Regions from separate parts of the Zea mays genome. Here region 2 is linked to region 1. A link is a contact called in public Hi-C data. All regions are on one chromosome and are shown on one strand. Each heading gives the region's core, a stretch centred on a gene start, on an enhancer-like site or on the middle of the called end of the contact. The rest is flanking DNA. Distances are from core to core; before and after follow the strand shown. Region 1 holds the start of LOC100192742. Region 2 has its middle 99 kb from the start of LOC109944029.

The links. A called contact is a pair of places that touch in the nucleus more often than the background predicts.
Region 2: a contact with region 1 is called in a Hi-C map of leaf, with 5 times the contacts expected there. The contact joins the enhancer-like site here to the promoter of LOC100192742 in region 1. A contact is called at or near these places in 4 of 25 Hi-C or Micro-C datasets (ear, leaf and tassel).

What each region holds. Positions count from the first base shown.
Region 1 is chr2:152,484,681-152,491,883 of Zm-B73-REFERENCE-NAM-5.0, reverse strand. LOC100192742 reads right to left here and starts at 3,381. Exons shown (of 13, transcript NM_001358544.2): 1 at 3,045-3,381; 2 at 2,700-2,828; 3 at 2,414-2,619. The coding sequence starts at 3,147.
Region 2 is chr2:152,702,760-152,709,427 of Zm-B73-REFERENCE-NAM-5.0, reverse strand. It overlaps the pseudogene LOC111590858. Among protein-coding and RNA genes, the nearest start is that of LOC109944029, 99 kb to the left of the region's middle. Within about 2 kb of position 1,832, at least 1 of the 20 cell types and tissues checked has an H3K27ac peak or open chromatin away from gene starts, as enhancers often do. A contact at or near this core is called in leaf, where this site is marked.

The DNA of each region.
Region 1 (7,203 bases), core at 2,132-4,631:
TTCACCTCGACATTCTGGCAGGAGCTCATGAGGCTTATGGGTACTAAGCTTCACATGACGTCCGCTTTTCATCCCCAGTCGGACGGCCAGACGGAAGCCGCCAACCGAGTCATAGTGATGTAGCTGCGCTGCTTCACTGGAGATCGCCCCCACCAATGGTTGCGCTGGTTGCCGTGGGCTGAGTACACCTACAACACCGCGTACCAGACTTCGCTGCGGGACACACCGTTTCGGGTGGTGTATGGCCGAGAGCCACCTTCCATCCGCTCTTATGAGCCGAGGGAGACGAGGGTGGCAGTCGTCGCCTGGGACATGGAGGCTCGGGAGGCCTTCCTGGAGGAGGTCCGGTACCGCTTAGAGCAGGCCCAGGCAACCCAGAAGCTTTACTACGATCGGCACCACCGTCAAGTCTCCTACCAGTCGGGGGATTGGGCCCTCCTTCGTCTTCGGCAGCGGGCAGCTTCTTCAATGCCCAGGACCACCACGGGCAAGCCCAAGCCTCGCTTTGTGGGGCCCTACCGCGTCGTCGAGCTCATCAACGACGTCGCCGTTCGCCTGGCCTTGCCACCAGGGGCGCGCCTACATGATGTGTTCCACGTGGGTGTCCTCAAGAAGTTTGTAGGCGTTCCACCGGCGTCCCCGCCTGCCTTACCAATCATCCACAACGGCGTCGTAGTCCCTGAGCCGCTGCAGGTTACTCAGGCACGCTTGGCACGAGGCGTGCGTCAAGTTCTCGTCCACTGGAGGGGCGAACCGGCCGAGTCTGCTTCCTGGGAAGACCTCGACGAATTCCGCAGCAAGTACCCAGACTTTCAGCTCGAGGACGAGCTAGGTCTCGAGGGGGGAGAGATGTCATGTGCGGCCGCACATATAGGCGCCGCCGTGACGCGCGCCGCGCTGCAGAGCGCGCTGAACGCGCACAGGAGGAGGCCACAACCAATGGCTAGATTTAGAAATAAATATAAGGCTAGAGAATAAGATTGAGATGAGAGAATTGTGGAGAGTTAGTTGGCAGCAGATAAGTCCAAGAAAATAGGAGTTAGTTGAGAGTTTATAGGAGAAGTTGGTTAGCCATAGGGCTATTTATAAGACACATGACAGCAGGGAATAAGGCAAGCAAGATTATTATTTCCTAATCTCTCTCTCTCTCTCTAAACAAGCCGACGGCTGAGGGGAAAAACCTCACCGGCGACGACGGACCGTGGCTACGAACTCCGTAGTCAGGGGCCAGCTACCCTCGGTCGGGAGGTCCTTGACATCAACCTCCAGAACTTGTCCCCCCAACCTGGAGTTTCTTCCTTTGAGGATTGGTAGCGGCAAAGCAATGAGACTACCTCTGGAATCACAAGATAAGGCCTGAACTATTGCGTCATCTATCATCTTGGGAGCTTGGTCACTATGGAGACATAGGAATAGGTGTGACTTTGATGCCATTAATCCTAGTATCTCTGGTCTGTTAACCCTGACCTTGGAGGAGCTACAGTTGTGGAGTTTGACTGGGGCAAAGGAGAGGTATTTCTCCTTTCTTTGTTTGTGTTGTGTGTTGAGTTTTGTTTTTTTTTTGTACAGGTCACTTAGTACATGTGGTTTTATCTTCTTAATATAACTGATACGCAGCTCTCCTGCGTATTCGAGGGAAAAAGAGACACAAGAAACCAATGAGCTGATAAGCTCTAGAATAAAGAAAGATTGATTTGTATGAATAGATAACTTTAGTCATCAAGGTTATGAGACAGACTGTTTTAGAAACGTGACTCAGTAAAGAACAGGGTTCAGGTCAATTAAAGCTCTTGCAGATCTTACATGAGTGAGAATACTGGCATGTTTGGCATGGCTCTGCTCCACTTCAGAGCAGCTCTGCTCCAAAACTCTGGGTGGAGCAGCTCTGCTCCAGAGTTTAGATTGTTTTCTCATAACTAGTGGCATCTACAAACTCCATATCTAGGTTGATTTTTTAGAAATTTCGGAACAGAAAAGGAGGTACTCCAAAAAATTGTACTACAGCTCTGAAAACTCCATAGAGTTTGCAACTCTGGAGTTATGGTATTTGGCTGGCTCTGACCAGCTCTTCCTTAGAGTTTTGCTCTGGAGCCATGCCCAACACGCCCTAAAGGTTCTCCAAGCATTAATTCCCAAACCAGTACAATCCTTCAAACGCTAAGTAATTTAATAAGAATTCCTAAGTTTACTAAGTGGTGGGTGATACTTTCCATTAGTCCATTGTATCAGTCACAGATAAATTGAAGAAATGATATGTACCACATCCAAAGCAATTTTTTATCAGATGATCCCTACCGATAATTCATAAAGAAAGTACTAGAGACCTAAGCTTGGTGGAAAGTCAGTCAATTAATGGATGGAACTAGGCAGTGTATTTAGCTAGCCATGGCAAGGACAGATAAGCAGTACTCACTTGAGGAACCCATGCCCTCAAAGTACGGTCCCATTTGTAAATGGTGCCATCATCATCAGTAAATTCTGACTCTCCGTCCGGTGGGGTTGCTGGCCGCTCATCATCTTGCTGATCCACATCACTGCCTTTCAAGGCCTTGACCTCTGCCTCAGCTTCCGTAACCTCCTTCTGAAATTTCTCAAAATCACCATCAACATCTGGAGCATCTGTACGGAAGTTCAATGAATGAGAAGAAAACCTTACAGATTTTCCATTACAGGTACAGTACAAGGCAACGACATTTAACCTTGTTCAAATCGATCCTTCGCTGTGACTGCCGAGTGTAAGTCAGGGATGGACGAGAGTGCCATCCAAGCCTTCCTCCCTTCTGCCCAGAGCATTGTGCTCTCATTGAGATAACCGTTTGCAAAATGCTCTGCACCATTTGTTTCATTTAGAATAGAATTTGCGAAAGTATTCAACTTCAAAAGCGTGGAAAGGAAGCCTTCTCGGTGAGATAACCAAGATGACAATTAAACTTCAGAGAAAACCAACTTGATTTTCAGCACAGACTGAACCCTAAGGCCAATCTCAGAGAAAACTCAGAACTTGAAACGCATTAAATTTCTAGGAGAGCGAAGGAAACAGTCACCTCGAAGCTCAGCAAGCGCGTAGGGTCCGACGCTCTCCTGGTTCGGGCCGAGCACGTACCAGCCCACTTCAGTGGCGGCGGCGGCCGCACCGCTGGTCTCCATGGGCACCCAAGCCGAAAGAGAAGGGGGGGGGGGGGAGGAAGCAGGTGGGTACTGGGCGAAGAAAGGGGATGCTAGTTCATGGAAGTGGGCGCCGGTGGCGGGGGAGGAATGCGGAGGCGGGTGGTCGGAGAGGGGCGCGCTGCGGCAGGAGGAGAGGGGTCGACGGGCGGGAGGACGGCGAGTCTCGGCGAAGGGTCCAGACATGGCATGGGTACCAGTTACCCGAAAGTCGGTAGAATTTTACTTAGGTTTAGGTTAATTTCTTTATCCATGAGCTTGTTAATGAGTAAAATAGAAACCCAACAGGTATGTGTGTATGGGTTTGCTCTTCCACTACCCATACCTACAAACACATGGGTTTTTAAAAACCACCTTAAAATCATAATTCATTATAAATATGTCTCATAATATTATTAATTGAATATGTTTTAATTGAAATAAATTTTATATAACAAATTTTAAGCTAAAATTAGTTATCACTTGTTCCTTTTATTCTAGCTTATTAATGTATTGATTGTTATTAACATAATGAATTATTTTTTATGTTGGTGTTAGTGGGTATAGGAAATCCGTTGGTGTCGGAGACCATAATTAGGGGTACCCTCAAGACTCCTAATTCTCAGCTGATAACCCCCATCAGCATAAAGCTGCAAAGGCCTGATGGTGCGACTAAGTCAGGAATCAGTCCATTCGAGCGACTCGATCACGCCTCGCCCGAGCCTAGCCTCGGACAAGGGCGACCGACCCCGGAGGATTTCCGTCTCGCCCAAGGCCCCCCTCCAATGGCGAACATATTTCCGGCTCGCCCGAGGCCCTGCCTTCGCTAAGAAGCAACCCTGACTAAATCGCCACACCGACCGACCAAGTCGCAGGAGCATTTAATGCAAAGGTGGCCTCACACCTTTATCCTGACGCGCGCCCCCCGGCAGAGCCGAAGTGACCGCCGTCACTTCGCCGCTCCACTGACCGGCCTGACAGAAGGACAGCGCCGCCTGCGCCACTCCGACTGCGGTGCCATTTGACAGAGTGAGGCTGACAGGCAGTCAGGCCCCGCCGGAGGCACCATAGGAAGCTCCGCTTCGCCCGACCCAGGGCTCGGACTCGGGCTCAGCCCCGGAAGACGGCGAACTCCGCTCCGCCCGACCCAGGGCTCGGACTCGGGCTAAGTCCCGGAAGACGGCGAACTCCGCTCCGCCCGACCCAGGGCTCGGACTCGGGCTAAGTCCCGGAAGACGGCGAACTCCGCTCCGCCCGACCCAGGGCTCGGACTCGGGCTAAGTCCCGGAAGACGGCGAACTCCGCTCCGCCCGACCCAGGGCTCGAACTCGGGCTAAGTCCCGGAAGACGGCGAACTCCGCTCCGCCCGACCCAGGGCTCGGACTCGGGCTAAGTCCCGGAAGACGGCGAACTCCGCTCCGCCCGACCCAGGGCTCGGACCCGGGCTAAGTCCCGGAAGACGGCGAACTCCGCTCCGCCAGACCCCGGGCTCGGACTCGGGCTAAGTCCCAGAAGACGATGAACTCCGCTTCGCCCGACCCCAGGGCTCGGACTCCGCCCTGGCCTCAGCCGACGACCTCCGCCTCACCCGACCCAGGGGCTCGGACTCGGCCTCGGCCACGGAAGACAGACTCGACCTCGGCTTCGGAGGAGCCTCTGCATCGCCCAACCTAGAGCGCAGGCCAGCCACGTCAACAGGAGGCGCCATCATCACCCTACCCCGGGCTGACTCGGGCCACAGGGAACCAGACCGGCGTCCCATCTGGCTAGCTCCGCCAGATAGGCAATGATGGCGCCCCGCATGCTCTGTGACGACGGTGGCTCTCAGCCCCCTTACGGAAGCAAGAAGGCGTCAGCAAGGACCCAACCGCTCCGACAGCTGTCCCTCCGCCAGGCTCCATCGCTCCTCCGACGGCCACGACATCACACCAGCTGGGTGCCAAAATCTCTCCGGCTGCCACGACGGCATGTACTTAGGGCGCTAGCTCTCCCCCGCTAGACACGTAGCACTCTGCTACACCCCCCATTGTACACCTGGATCCTCTCCTTACGCCTATAAAAGGAAGGACCAGGGCCCTCTTAGAGAGGGTTGGCCGCGCGGGGACGAGGACGAGAACAGGCGCTCGCTTGGGGCCGCTCGCTCCCTCTCCCGCGTGGACGCTTGTAACCCCCTACTGCAAGCGCACCCGACCTGGGCGCGGGACAAACACGAAGGCCGCGGGATTCCCACCTCTCTCACGCCGGTCTCCGGCCGCCTCGCTCTTCCCCCCTTCGCGCTCGCCCTCGCGCTCGACCCATCTGGGCTGGGGCACGCGGCGACATTCACTCGTCGGCCCAGGGACCCCCCGGTCTCGAAACGCCGACAGTTGGCGCGCCAGGTAGGGGCCTGCTGCGTGTTGACGAATAGCTTCCCGTCAAGCTCCAGATGGGCAGTCTCCAGCAACCTCTCCAACCCGGGACGGTGCTCCGTTTCGGGAGTCTTGAGTTCATGTCCCTCGACGGCAGCTACGACATGATACTCCTTCCACCGCCGCGCGACGACGACAATGGCGGCTGGCAGCCCGCCCGCCGGCGGCGGAATCGGCGACGTCTTCCCCGCATGGTGGGAGAGCAACCTTCGAGCTCACCCCGTCCCCTCCCCCGCCGACGGAGGAGGAGGCGGGGCAACCAAGGCCAAGCAGAAGGCAGCGCCTCGTTGGCTGTCGAGCGAGCCGACGGCCCCGGCACCCCAACGGGGGGCGCACCGGGCGTCGACCTCGCGTTTGAGACGAAGGCGAGCGCCGTCTCCCCGCGACACACCAATCCCGAGCAAGCGGACGACGCCAGCGCGCTCGCGGAGAGCTTGCTGGACGTCACCCTCGCACCTGAGACGACGGTGCAGTCAGTCCCCGACGTGACTTCATCGCCGCTCGTCGACCAAAAGGTACCGACCGATTCCCATCCTACGTCATTTGGATTCAGCCTCGACCCGCCTAGCGACCTCGCTTTGGCGGACGCTCTCGTAAAGGCGAGTCCAAACCCTCTGGGTTTCGCATGCGGTCGCCTTGGGACCGGCTGACGGACGTCTCGACCTACGGGCCCTCTGGGTCCGAGGAAGACGACGGGCCTAGCATCTGTTGGGATTTCTCTGGACTTGGCAACCCCAGTGCCATGCGGGACTTCATGACCGCATGTGACTACTGCCTTTCCGACTGTTCCGACGGTAGCCGCAGCCTCGGCGACGAGGACTGCGGCCCAAGCCGCGAATGTTTCCACGTCGATCTAGGGGGTCCCTCCGAAGGCAATCATCTCGGCATGCCGGAGGACGGTGATCTCCCTAGGCCAGTGCCCCGCGTCGACATCCCACGGGAGCTAGCTGTGGTCCCCGTTCAGGCGGGGGGCCATGACCCACAGCTCGAGCAAATCCGCGGGGCGCAGGCCAAGTTCGACGAGGAAGCAGGGGCGCTTGAGCCGATCCGCCGGGACGTCGGGCAGGCATGGGCGGGCCAACCCCCGGCCGGAGAAATACGTCATCTGCCCCAGGGTTTCTAGCACCGCGTCACCGACGACGCCAGGGTCAGGCCGCCACCCGCATCTAGTGGCGTCGGCCAGAACCTGGCTGCCGCAGCGATACTTCTCCGCGCGATGCCGGAGCCATCAACCACCGAGGGCCGGCGAATCCAGGGGGAGCTCAAGAATCTCCTGGAAGGCACCGCGGTCCGACGGGCCGAGAGCTCTGCCTCCCGAAGGCAGGGATACCCCTCGGAACCTCATGCCGCGACTTCCCGATTCATGCGGGAAGCCTCGGTCTACACCGGACGCTCGCGCAACACCGCGCCTGCGGCCCTGGGCCGCCTCGGCAACGAGCACCATCATCGCGATCGTCGGGCCCACCTCGACGAGAGGATGCACCGAGGCTACCACCCCAGGCGTGGGGGACGCTACGACAGCGGGGAGGATCAGAGTCCCTTGCCCAAACCGCCCGGTCCGCAGGCCTTCAGCCGGGCCATCCGACGGGCGCCGTTCCCGACCCGGTTCCGACCCCCGACTACTATCACAAAGTACTCGGGGGAGACGAGA
Region 2 (6,668 bases), core at 583-3,082, 220 kb before region 1:
CTAAAAATTTATCATGTCATCATATGCACTTGCATTAACTTGTTTGATACAAATTTGCAAAAGGGTGAGGTTGTGTCGTTTCGAAGAGAGCAAGAGAAGTTCAGAGACCTTTTTTGAAATCTAGTACAAGCAAACAACTTTTAAACCAATGGAAATTTGGACATGAGCTATATACACCAAAGTTGGGTTTGAGCTTAAGGTTAACCTAGTTTTTAGTAGGATGCAATAAATTGATGCAACACTTGAAGCATATCAAGTTCAATTTCAACTCTAAACTAGCCCAAAATTGGATTTTAAGATATAGCTATGTTTTGCTAAAAGTCCATATACCAAAGTTATGGAGCTTGGAAAAGTGAACAATTTTCATATTTGGATCTCTCCAAGTGGTGTGGGAGAATTTGAAGTAAATTGCAAAAGTTAAGATTTGGGTCGGTTTGGAATCAGCCCAAAACAATTTTGTTTATCTGTTTTTGGATTCCTACAACTTTTAATCCATGAGTATTTTGAAAACAATTGCTATAACAAACCTGTAGAGTAACTATAGGAGAACAATGTTTATGAGATGTGGTAGCCCTAAAACCGTATAAAACTAGGTGTAAAACTGGTCCAAAGTGGGAATATCAGAATCTGAATTTCAGACTGCAATATCTGAAACTGAAGATTTTATATTCTGAAGCAACTTTTAAAGCCTGTTGGTGGCTGATCCATACAACTATGGGTTATGGTTTATGTACCAAAGTGAAAGACCACATGTTGGGGTATATGTTTGGTTAAGGTTCATACCCCTGAAACTATTTGGAACTGGTAAAAACAGTGGTCCAAAAGTGTAGTGTTTAATTCTGGATTTTCAGACTCAGTGAAAAACCAAAGTCTGAATTTGTGCGTTTAATGCTAACTTTGGGCTTTGGTGGTTTGGAATCCATGGGGTTCTAGCTAGGGGTCGTTGTACCAAACTTGTAGAGCAACATGTGGAGCACCAATTTGATTAAGCCACTTGGCATTAGAAGCATTTGGAACCAGGAGAAAAAGGTGACTAAAGAGGGGCTGTCAGAATTCTGATTTTTTCAGATTTGTGAATAGTATCTGAATCTGAAATCTGTATTTTTAGTGCAGTTTTGGGGCTGTGTGCTGCCTGTTCTATGCAGTTTTGGAGAGTTGAAGAGCATATGTCAGTGAACAAATTTCATTGTGTGCGTTAGGCTTGATCTGACCCGGAACATGGAGTAAAAGTTACTCAAAACTAGGCTGTCAGTTTACATGGACTGAACTTTTGTTCAGTTAACAGACAACTAAATTTTATGAGTTTTGCTCAACTTTGGAGCTTTCTTATCACTAATCCATGGAGTTATGGGTTGTAGTATCTATAGCAAAGTTAAAGAACATAGAATGATGAGCAAGTTTGTTGAAGTGTGTTTGGCCTGATGCTGCATGAAAAGTGGAGTAAAATGTGCTTGAACTTTCGATGTCAGGCGTGTGATGTGCAGTTTCAGATTTAGTCAGCTGAAGCCGAGCTGCAGTATTTTCACCTAACTTTGGAGCGCTATAGCTCTTAATTTGTTAGCTTTCGACCTTAGGATGTTGTAGCGAGTTTATAGAGCTATATTTTGTCAACAAGTTCTATTAACGGAGGTCGACTTGCTATAGCATGGGATTGGGAGAAAACCTTGCTTTAAATCGGTCCGTCAAGCAGATGTGCACTGAACCTTGTTTAGATGGCTGAAACTTGCTTTGGTTTTTGGGGAGAAGAAAATATCCCACGTCTCTGTTGTGTCTCACTAGTGCCAGTTTGAGCTACAGTATTGGATAGAGGTCTAGATAGGTGGTAAATGAAAGGGTACAAAAATGGAAGAAGGAAGAAAAATCCTGTTTTTTTCCTCCCACGTTCAGTCCTCCTTATCTACCATACGCTGCAATCTCCTAGCATCTTCTATCCCTGCGTGCACGCGTTAGTCCCTGGTGATCTTCAATGCCACCTCCTACTTCCTAGCCAAAGCACGATCACTCCTTTAGAAACCTCCAGTCCTCACGCTAGCTCTCTGGAAGTCCAAAACGCTCGGCTCTCAATACTCCTTCCTCCGTGTCATCTCCCTCTCCTCCTCCCCAACGCTGGAGCAGCAGCTGCCAAACACCTGGTGAAGTCTGGACATCGATCGAGCCCTTCTCTTGCTATGCGCTTGGTCTCCTCAGTGCTTGCCTTGCCACTCGCACGCCTAGCTCCTTCCATTAGGAAAGTGTTAGAAATATAGGCATTTTCCATATCATTTTAATTCTATAAATTAACATTATGATGATGACATATAAAAGATGATTAATCATAAAAATAATGATGTCAAATATATCTATAACAATATGGAAGATGAGAACATAAAACATATGAATCATATAAATATAATAGTCATATAAACATGGTACATGCATCATTACGGAACAACTGAAAATAAATAGACAACAACATAAACAGTATGACTGTAAAATTTAAACGAACAGATAGGGTATATTACTAGCATGAACATGCATTAAAAATGTCATGATATGATATGACAGAACAGATTAGCTAAATTCATGGCTACATACAAAAAAGTAGAGATGAACGTATGAAACATATATAATCTGGAGAATGTAAAACGGTATAGAGCTGAAATGATCATACCCTCTCATGCGCTCTGAGGATCCTGATCCTTGTCCAACTTCTCTTGTCATGCTGTGATGTTCGGGCAGTCGCGTATACGCTCCCCCAAAAACCTAATTGTCGATTCCCCGTGCAAGGTCTCGAACGACAAGGGCTTCAGAGACACCTGCCCTCTCGCTCCTCTGTGCGCGCAGCGTTACGAGATGGGAATACCCGTACTTGCTGCTGGACTATGATTCTAAAAGAGTCCTTCGCTCGTTCCAAGTGACAGGAGTTCTCCCCTTTTTAACCTTTCGCGGAAGGGAAGCTAAAGGAGAAGGGTTTCGCATGCAGCCTCCCAAGAGACGGGCAACTGAAAGGTTTAACCCGGAGTTGAAACTCCCGCGATTAATGAGTGCTAAAAATTAACACAACCACACCACGCCTCACCCGCTCGTCGCCTGCCTGCCTGCGTGCCACACCACGCCCGAGCCCGGGCCCATGCCCGTGCCCGGCCGGTAGCGACGGCGCGCGCGCGTGGCACGCCCTTGTTCATTTTTTAACTTCTCAAATTAAGTGGAATAATTCCCACCATATAAGTCAAGCCAACGACCCTTGGAATTCCAATATGGTACTATTGGTACTGTCCACTGTTGGGGACTTGTTCTCAAATGCTATGAATTAAGAACAAGGCAACACAAATGTTAATGATTAAAGACCTTCGTCCTTCGAAGCATTATTTCCCTTAGGATATAATGATCTTCAGACGAAGGTCATGAAGGACATACCTTCATCAACTCAATATACAATGGAAAGCAGGATCATATGACACATAAAAAACATGAATAATCGTATGATATCATTAAGTCATTTTTATTATATAATCATGAATAAACATGGATAATATTGAATTACATTTATACCTTTGGCTTGACAGAAGGTGAGAATCCAAGTGTGACTGCGAGTGAATACAAGCCAACGTGAACAGTACATGGGTACTGTTCATCTATTTATAGGCACGGGACGCAGCCTAGATGAAATTACATTTGTGTCCTTGGTAACTAATCATAACTAAAACACAAGTTATCATGGACTAAATGGTCTTTTGCTCTTTAAGTCGGTGCTGCCCTTCGTTTCAAGGCGCGTTGTCATTCCGAAGCTCCATGGATTGTAGCTTCGGCTTACACTGTTGTGTCTGCTTGCATATTACCCTACTGAAGGTGTTTTTACTTGGATGACCTTTGGCGAGGAAGAAGGCCCCCAATAGTAGCCCCTTCGCGGTGCTAGATCGTTTTTCGTAACGAGCTCGATCCGCGAAAAATCTCAAAGGCTTTGGAATGCTGAAGGTCCGAAAAACACCTTCTGTGAGCTCGTTGTCGAGAAACGATTAAAATACTCCAAGCGTCGGGTGGTCCACCGTTCAGTGGATGCGAGCGATCTGGCAATTCACCTTCCAGGCATCGAGTGGTCCACCGTTCAGCGGGTGCGAGCGATTTGGCGATTCACCTTCCCACCTGCAGCACTATATAAACAGACGGGTTGGTGTAGAGTTACCACAACATTCATTGCCATTGCACTGTTGTGATGTTAAAAAATTTAACCATAGTCGAAGCTTTTTCACTGCGCTCTCAAGCGAACGCTTCATCATTTAGAGTTAACTTCGTAAAAAAAGTGAGCTTCGTCAAAACTGCAAAAAAGAATCATCAACTTCGTAAGAACCACAGAAAATCCACCAGATGGCCAGAGTACGTTCGACTGCAAGGGTGACTCGTGAGGGGGAAGAAACTGAGGTCGCTGAAACAACGCCAATTTCCGAAGTTATGAAACAATCAGGTTTAGTTGTGACAGAGGAAGCTACTGACGAAGGTGCTCCTACTACCGAAGTCGAACATACTGTTGCTGAAGACGAAGAAGATATTGATGAAGAGAAATATTACAGTATTTTGATCCCAAGTAAACCCAGTCATCTAGATTTTGATAAATCTACAGTGTCTAAAGCTGACGTACCCATGATGATGAAGCTGGGTTACTTTGGAGAAGCTGAAAGGAAACTTATCTGATTTGCCGGAGAGGAAACCACCCCAGTGCCGAAGGATGATGAAGTAGAAGAGGAGACTCCTTTGACACCTCCTGCTGCCAAAGTACCAGAAATTTTAAAGGTAATGGCTGAATCTCTACCTATCAAGCTGCTAAGACCTCTGGGACCGGAACTCACGAAGCTTTTACAGAACAAGGACGAACCTTCGGCTACAAAAAAGGTGGTCGGGCAGAAAAAGCGAAGGATTGGTACTGTAATGGAAGCCATTGAGCAGACGCCACCATCGGCCTCGGCCAAAATTGGACCATAGCTTGTAATTTTTCATTCTTATTTAGCCCTACGAGGGCCAAATCCCCCAAAGATGTAATATGTAAAATCTGAGCATGCACCATCGAGTGCAAAAAGAAAAACAGGGAGAACCTCAAAATACGTCCCCAAGGGGATGCAGAACATGACGAAGCTGCAAAAGGTCGTTCCTAAGGGAGCGCAGCGTAAGTTTTCTACTCAAAAGTCGTTCCTAAGGGAATGCAGAGCCAAAAGCATGATGAAGCTGCAAAAAAGTCGTTCCCAAGGGAGCGCAGCGTAAGTTTTCTGCTCAAAAGTCATTCCAAAGGGAATGCAGATCCAAATAGCACCGAAATATAAGGTGAAGAAGTTCAAAAGTCATTTCTAAGGGGATGCAGAACTTATATGCCACCGAAATAGAAGGTGAAGAAGCTCAAAAGTCGTTCCTAAGGGGATGCAGAGCTTAAAAGACTAAAAAGTCGTTCCTAAGGGGATGCAGAGTCTGGTTGTGGCTTCATGTGTGTTCGAGACATTCATTTGCACGTTACATTACATCATTCATTGCATTCATAAACATTCATGTAGACATTCATAGGTTCATCATCATCATAACATTAAGCACAAACAGAAATACTTCAGCTTTGATAACAATGCTTCGATGAGCATGAAGAAGCAAGGATACACTTCGTTGTGTACGAAAAGAAGGGAAGGTGTTTTTCGCCTTCGGCTCAAAAGATACAAGTTTCGTCCACAGCAAAACAATTCATACATGGATGAAAAGGTAAAAATATATTACAAGGTATGGACAAATATACAAAGTAATGTTCGATTCCCAATTACAATGTCTATTACAAAGATAATACAAATGTTTCTTAGCTTTATGCAGCAGCTTCAGCAATCTTCGAAATGTGCTTCGGACTATTGACCTTCGGCATTGTCATCCTGTACACAACAAAGCAGTATAAGGTAAAAAGTAATTACAAGAGAGTAAGCAACAGGTATAAGTATTGTACCGGCTTAAGCAAGCTTCGGGCCTCGTCACTAGCCAAATCCCGACCACCCTTCGCCAAATCTGTGTTATAAATCTGCTCCCTATGCTCCGGGCCTTTACTGGGGATGTCAACCAAATCTGATGGAGATAGGCTGAAGTTTGGCCTATTTACAATTTTTGCGTGTGTACAGCCAGCCTTCAGAAATGCTGCAGCTGTGCCACGAGAAGCTAGCAGGGCACAGAAGTCACCGTGCTCGGCTATTACTTCATCAAGCGCCTCCACTTCGCCTTCAATGTTTTGAAGGTGCTTGATATGTTTTCGGCTGAAGGGGTAAACTTTTCAGCACTGGCCCCAACTGAGTTAAAAACCTTTTTTAGTCGTTGTACGCAGCGGCTGCCAAAATCCAGACACATGTTCCGAAGTTCTTTCAAAGATTGCTGCAACTTTGTATTCTCGGCAACTTCGGCTTCGTATTTCGACTGCAAGCTTTTCTCTCTTGTTCGAAGCTCTCTGATTTTTGCAGGAGTTCCCTGTTTAATCTAGCACTTTTTGCTTGCGCTTCTGCAAGGGAACCTTCCATTGCTTGGAGTAGGAAATCTTTCTTTTCAAGTGAAGCTTCGGATTCTTTGATTTTGTTCTCTAAACCCTCGATTATAATTTCGTTCTTTTTATCCTCGAGGTCTTGTTGCATTTGTAGTGCTTTGCTTAGCAGCATACTCTGTATAAATAAACCTTCATCAGCAAA